2 separate regions of the Mus musculus genome follow, and region 2 is linked to region 1. A link is a contact called in public HiChIP or PLAC-seq data. All regions are on one chromosome and are shown on one strand. The core of a region is the stretch at or near the end of the contact, and the rest is flanking DNA. Distances in the headings are between cores, read along the strand shown.

Evidence for each region. HiChIP or PLAC-seq counts read pairs in DNA pulled down with a chosen protein or histone mark.
Region 2: a contact with region 1 is called in an H3K27ac HiChIP or PLAC-seq map of embryonic stem cells, with 2.7 times the contacts expected there. The contact joins two enhancer-like sites. A contact is called at or near these places in 2 of 115 datasets of contacts at active chromatin or transcription factors (both in embryonic stem cells) and 1 of 9 other capture datasets (adipose tissue).

The regions. Positions count from the first base shown.
Region 1 is chr2:71,345,933-71,349,456 of GRCm38.p6, reverse strand. The region is part of intron 2 of Slc25a12 (solute carrier family 25 (mitochondrial carrier, Aralar), member 12); the gene reads left to right. Among named protein-coding and RNA genes, the nearest start is that of Slc25a12, 20 kb to the left of the region's middle. Within about 2 kb of position 1,561, at least 11 of the 459 cell types and tissues checked have an H3K27ac peak or open chromatin away from gene starts, as enhancers often do. A contact at or near this core is called in embryonic stem cells, where this site is marked.
Region 2 is chr2:71,743,292-71,746,815 of GRCm38.p6, reverse strand. Gm17250 (a long non-coding RNA gene) reads left to right here. Exons shown (of 5, transcript XR_866415.1): 4 at 3,191-3,357. Among named protein-coding and RNA genes, the nearest start is that of Gm17250, 5.5 kb to the left of the region's middle. Within about 2 kb of position 1,510, at least 74 of the 459 cell types and tissues checked have an H3K27ac peak or open chromatin away from gene starts, as enhancers often do. A contact at or near this core is called in embryonic stem cells, where this site is marked.

The DNA of each region.
Region 1 (3,524 bases), core at 312-2,811:
TAAACATTGAGGCCTGAAATGCTTCAGAATGGAAGTTTGTTTTTTTCCAATTTTTAACTTTTTTCCCTCCCCTCTTTCCCTTTCTCCTGCTCCATCTGGCCCATAGATTCTTTATTATTTGTTTCTAATTATAGATGGTTGTGAGCCACCATGTGGTTGCTGGGATTTGAACTCATGACCTCCGGAAGAGCAATTGGTGCTCTTACCCACTAAGCCATCTCACCAGCCCAGAATGCAAGTTTTTGAGCATTGATTTGATAATAGGGGTAGCAAATTCTATACCTAATGTAATGGGCTGAGATCAAGACACAAGCACAGTGAAAAAAGGCATTAAAGTCACCTTCGGGCTGCTTACAGAAAGGTGTGTAGATTACTTTTTTCTTGCTGGGATAAAGCACTATGACTAAGGCAACTTCTACAAGAAATTTATTTGGGCTGACGGTTCCAGAGGAATGAGCCTGTCGTGGCAAGGAGGCAAGCAGCAGACATGGCTACAGGTGCCCGAAGCTGAGCGCTCACCTCTTCAAACACAAGCCGGAAGCAGAGAGGGAAATGGAGCTGATGGGAAGTTTTTAATTTTTTAATTTCTAAGTCCGCCTCCAGGGACACACAAGGCTATACCACCTAAACCTCCCCAGACAGCGACCAGCTAGGGACCAAGTGTCCAAATGCCCCAGGCTATGGGAACATTTTTCAGTCGAACCTTCAGAGTATGCATGAAACAGTGGGACTTTAGTTTTGGATACTTTAAGGGGCAGGTGTGGCGGTCTCTTTAGTGTCCCAGCACTAGAGAGAGGGGAGGCAAGAAGAATAGCTTTGCCGGGTATGGTGGCGCACACCTGTAATCCCAGCACTAGAGAGAGGAGAGGCAAGAAGAACAGCGTCTACTATATAGAGTTTGAGACCAGCCTAGACTACCTAAGACCCTGCCTTTTAAAAAAAAAAAAATCAAACAACCCAACAAAAATAACAGCAGTAAAAAGATTTCCCATTAGTATATGCAAATAATCTGAAATTAAAAATCCTTCTCTGAAGTGCGTAGTAAATAAAATACAGCACACGCTATCGCCAGCTAGGCACCGCTCGTGGTCTCAGTCTTGTCCCAGCCCGGTACTGAGCCCGAATGTTGTTCTTTGCCAAGGCCTCTCCAGATCTCCAAGATAGCTCTCTCCCCGCAGCTGGCTGCTGCCAAACCTGCTCAGCACTCCTAAATTTTCATGGCTAGCTGGGGCGCCGCACTCTTCCAAACCCACACTCTGCCGTGGTTACCTTTCCCTGGAGCTCAGTTGAATTGCCACGAGATGGAAAACACCAGACAATCTTAGTTTAGAACCAAACGAATAACACAATCACTGGGCACAGAATCTAGCATCCTAGCATTTACCAACTACTCTATGTTAGAAATCTTCCAGTGGTGGATTCTAGTGGACTCCGCCACCTGAACTAACAGCCCCCGGGCGACATCTTGGTTACCTGGCTTCCACCGTCCAAAAGGAAGTCCCCTACTCCTGCTTTCCCCTTTCCTCTCTTTGACCAGGAAGGTCCGCCTCCTTCTCGCCCAGTGATTGGCTTCTTCTTGTCTTTAACCAATTAGGGGAAAATTCCTCTGTTCTTGTCCTAGTCATTTTGGAGTCTGCATCCATCCGGAGTCTGCATCCATCCATCCATCCAATCACTTTTTCTATGTTTGTGAGTGTGGTGTATGGTGACTATGGAGTAGGGATAGGGGCACCTACAAGAACCAATGTACACCTTCTCTTGCTGAACCTGCAGGGAGACTGACAGTCAACAAGTTCCAGCAATCCTCCAGCCTCTGCCTCCCAAGTGCTATGGTTACAGAAATTTGCATGGTCACCCTTGGTCTTTTATGTGGGTACTAGGAATTTGAACTCGGGTCTCATGCTTGGGTAGCAAGCTCTCTTACACTCTGAGCCATCTCGGAAACTATATCCACTCCATCCACCCTCTCATTCTCTTGTTTCTTCCTTTTGTCTTTTATAAATAGGAAACGGGAACACACAGTTACATGCTTCTCTGTCCTGTGTCGTGTGTCATCGTCCTCCTGCCCACCCCCACTCCGACCACCCTTTTTGGTGGTGTTAGGTATCAAACCCAGGGCCTCCTCCACGGTGTGCAAATGCCGTACCTGTGAACCATACCCTCAGCCCACACTCTCTTCTTATTTCTTTCTCCAATTAGCCCCTCTCCCAGATAGGAACAAAGATTTTTCTCATTTCTGCAGCCGTCCACTCAGATTGAAATCAGATATGCTGTCTCCCTCCGCCCCACCTCCGCCCCACTCCTTTGGTCTTCATGACGCTCTGGCTTCGTTTTGGGCAGTCATGTTCCAGTAGCGGTGGTTGGCTTGCCAGCCTCCTTCAAGTCTGCTGTCAGATTTCTTTTGTATTGATGTCCCTTGCCACTTGCAGTAACCCCATGACTACTGTGGCCCTCTCTTTCCACCCCGGCCCGTCTTCATCAAACCTGTCCAGGGACTGAGGATTTAGCTCAGTTGGTAGAGTGCTCGCCCAGCTGGTCTCAGGTCCTGGTCTGATATCTAGCACTGCATGGTAGTCATCTATGCAGTCCCTGAACGGGGATGGGGTGGGGTGTGGTGGGGTGGGGTCGGGGGAGTAGGTGGGAATGGTTGGGGGATCAAGGTAGGAGGATGAGAAGTTCAAGGTCATAGAGAGTTTCAGGCCAGCCCAGGATATAGGGATCCTGTTTCAAAAACAAAAACAAACAAATATCTACATGTGTCCTATTATGCCAAATGCTGAAGAGCAAGGAAAGACATGTGTAACAAGAACTGCTAGAATATTCTTATTGTTATCAGCATCTAGAATTCAAGTACTGATAGTGCTAAATATCTCAAACAGTTTGTTCTTTTGTTAAGGTTGATTTTCATTATTTTATTAACTCTGTCTCCTGGAGCTAGACTTCCAGCCGTTTGTGAGTCACTGAACTCATCTGCTGCGAGAGCAGTGGGATGCTTTTATGGTGCTCCATTTCTCTAGCCCCGCTTTGCTTTTTTTGCTTTTGCTCCTTTGCTTATAGACCTGCTCTTTCAACATATCAAAGGCTCACTTTATCTTTATTGCACAGAAGCGTGCATGATCTAGAGTCCTAGGGAAAGAATGAGCCTGTCTAAGGACTAAGATGAGTGGGTTTGTAGTAGAGCCAGGATTAAAACACAAGCCGACTTCAGGACTGGCCTTTGAAGTCATGTGGTCAGGGCATGATGGCTCTGGACAGAGGTGCCTCTCCAGTGCTTTTGAGAGCGGCAGCTAGTGAAGAAGTCCAGCATTATTCTGAGTGCAAATATTGTTTATTTCAAGCTAGGTTGTACTTTTTTGGTTGGTTGCTTGAGACAGGATCTTGTTATATAGACCAGGCTGGCCTTGAACTAGGATGCACCTCCTGACTCTGCCTTACTTTCCCAGTGCTGGGGTTTCGGGTGTAGGCTGTCTGGCTTAAGACTGTATAAGCTATCTATCTATCTATCTATCTATCTATCTATCTAT
Region 2 (3,524 bases), core at 261-2,760, 400 kb before region 1:
GAGTTCATAAAAGGGGCTGCTTGCCTATCCTCAGTCTCTGCTTCTCTTGCTCTCTTACCATCTTCCTCCTCTGTCCCTTCTCCCCCCCATTCCTCTCCACCCCTCTCTCCATGTGCTCATGGCCGACCTCTACTCCTCTTCTCCTCTCTCTCTCCTCTCTGTCTCTGCTCCCTCAACTCCCCTCCCATGCCCTGAATAAAATTGTTTGTTGAGCCTTTAAGTTCCAAATTCTGCACTCACAGCGGGCACCCCTTTGTAACAGTAGACAGTGGGTGGCAGGGTGCATCATAGAGGGAGAGATTTCAGAGTTGAGACTTCTAGAAGAAGCAATTTTACATGTTCTCTGGAATTTCTAGACAAAAAGTTAAATGAACCAAGAAGAAGCACTCTCATCCCTGTACCTCGAAGACTTCTAACACTGTTCTTTGGCTAAAATTTGATTTTCTTAAACTGTACATACAACTTTTGATCATGTGTTTAAGTAGGCCCATTACTCTGGCCCTATCTGAGGAGTCTCTGTTGTTGTCTGAGGATGCTGGAATCAAAACCTACAGGTGGCATGCAGAAAGCTACTCTGCACATGGAAAAATAAAAAACAGATGTGAAGCTAAGCCCTCTCAGGCTCGCGTCATAGAATTTTCATGTTACTGACTTACCTGCTTCTCCAAACCAAAGCCAAAAGCGATGGAAAGATCTCCAAGTTACGGTAACACAGCCTGGTTCTGGAAAACAGGGAAGGGGAAAAGGCACTGTGTTCTCAAAGAATAAAGCCCAGGGGTGAATGGGAAAAATAAATAAAGAAAGAAAAAAGAAAAGGAAAGAAAGGAAAGGAAAGGTCATGACCGCTTCTAGGTGCAGGACGAAGTTTATTATAAATAAAAGGGAGAGCACAGCCAGGGGCAGGAACTGGGATATCTGAGAGTCCAGAGTGGACATGACCAAGTTGAGCTGGGCCATGTTGGGAGGGGTGTGAAGGGAGAGGAGAGGGAGGGAACCAGGTGGGGCAGCCAGAAGACCTCCTCCTCCTCTTCCTCTTCCTCCTCCTCCTTTTTTTTTTTTTTCTTGAGTGCTAGCAGATAGGTGAACCTCTCTGAGTGTGAGGCCAGTCTGGTCTATATAATATAATATAATCCAGGCCAGCCATGGATACTTAGTGAGATCTTACCTCCCCAAACATAAAAGAAAGAAGGGAGATGTGGGACACTTTCCCTGTTGAAACAAGAGCCTAGGAAGCTAGTGTCTAGAGTCTTATTTTAGATTCGCACCCCCTTATCTCCACCCCCACCCACCCCTATCCCCACTGCTGCTCAACTTGTTAGCGTTAGGCTTTTCACTCCCACAGCTCCATCTCTATGCTTGTGGCCCCATAGTTTTGCAAAACAGATCCTTGTATCCCCTGCTCTCTCCCAGTCTTATTAGGATTCAATGTGGGGATTTAAAACAAAAGCGTGGCATTCCCCGGAAGCCCGGCCTTCTAGTCTCTTTCCCATTGCTATGTTAATGAATCCATTGGATGTCACTGTGACCTACAAGCTCCAACACTGGGGGTGAGTCCTGTATCTGAGCTCCAGATGCATTCCACCGAGGAAAAAAACAAAACAAAACCAAGGATCTGAGAAGACCAAGGGGGATTGGAGGATTTGGGACAAATTCTAAGACCCAACTCTGAACTGTGAGAAAATGTGACTGGTCACAGTCCCCCTTGTCATTAAGGGTGAGAGATGGCTGGGCGGGCAGTTCTGCATCGCAGGGATTGCTGGAATACTAGCAGCTGAAGAGGAAGTGAGAGGCCCATGGCAGGGTGACCTCAGTGACAGAAAAGTCACTTCACTGTGCTGGGACGGCTCAATGGTAAACATTTCTCTGTCTGAGGTTTGCCCCTAAATAGAAATGCTGATGGTGCGTGTCCAGAGCACAAGGTCCTCTCGTGGGGAAGGAGGGCTTCAGAGATTCGGAGAACTTTATTTTCATTCACTAATTTTTTTAAAGGCTGCAGGATTTGGGAGTCAGAGGTGTATTTGAGCAGTCTCTCATAGATTTTAACTAACTCATTCCTGACCATTAATTTCTAAAGCGGCTCAAGTGTTTGGACTGTCTCTTTGAGGTTCCACGCACAGAGACCTTCCTGAGTGACTCCACACGAGTGAGTGTGGAGTTTCGGGAAAGACACTGTGGCTGAGGAGACCACCTGGTATCCAGTCAGCAGCACACAGTTCCTAGCTTTGCCTCCATGGCTCCACAAACAATGCTGAGCCTTCCCAAGCTCCAGCACAGCTGAGGAAATTCCCAGGGCTGGTATTCCAGACGTTCGATGTCCGTGGATGTGGGGAGATCTGGCTGTGGGGAACACTACACGGAGGACCGTGCAGATAGTAGTCAGAGGCTCTGTGTCTGCTGAAGGGCACAGCCACCCATGGGATGGGCCACTGGAGCCTCGTATTCAAAAGCTTTTTGAACAAACAGTCACTCTGGCCCTCCATGGCATTTGTCATTCATGAGCTTGTCTCTCTTCCTCTGGATCTTGGAAAACGTTTTATACCTTCATTTCCTCATGGAGAACGGTCTCCTATATAGTTTTTTTTTTGGGGGGGGGGGAATGGGAGGAGTTGGCTGAGTCACTACAGCTGAATACTTACTCCCCCCACCCGGTCCCCCCTCCCCCATTCAGATAAGGTGATTTTGATAATCTTCAAGTTGCTGAGGAGGCCAGGGCTCTGGTTTATCAGGGCTTAAATGAGTCAACCTGGAAACAGAATCCATTCTACCAATAAAATACCTGATGGGCATTGGATCCAAAGAAGTTCTGTTATAGAAAACATAACAGGTGGAATTTAAAATGTAGAATATCAAAATAAGTGTAAATGACCCCACAATGTAGGTCACAATTAGAAAGGACAATATAGTGTTACGGCAGAAAAATATGTCAAAATTAATCAGAAGCAAGGTTGAGTATTAGGGCTTACACATATGCACACACATACACCCAAGAGTATAGCTTTGCATGTCTGTGAATCTGTCTATAAATACATGAGTATGTAGATGGGGGGGGGCAGGGGGAAGGTCTATTACTCAGCAAAGAAAAGCCAAGATTAAAATTCTAGGATGAGTAGATCTCTGGGGACATGAGAGGTGGCAGTACAGCAACCAGCCACAAGTCTTGTGACTTTTGCATGACGCCTTTGCCTTTAAGCAGGGATCTAGTGACCCAGCCTCGTTGACTCCTGCTGACCTTCTGATCCCTGGACATAGCCTACGAAGGTACTCTAGGCTGCCTCAATGCTGCAGAGTCCTGTCCAACTAGTTTGTTGCGATGCTTAACGGGAAGACTGAACTCTTTTCTGGACAACAGGCAGACAGGTGAGCCTAGAACCTGGGAGCAAAGACACGTTTGCAGAGAGGCAGCTGTTTAGACCACAGCTGTCGCAGGCAAAGTAGCAGCGAGAAGAAGACTCAGATCTCAGAACAGTGTTTCCAGATAGTATCTGAGGCAGGGGGATGTCATGCTTGTGAGCACTTCACAGGAA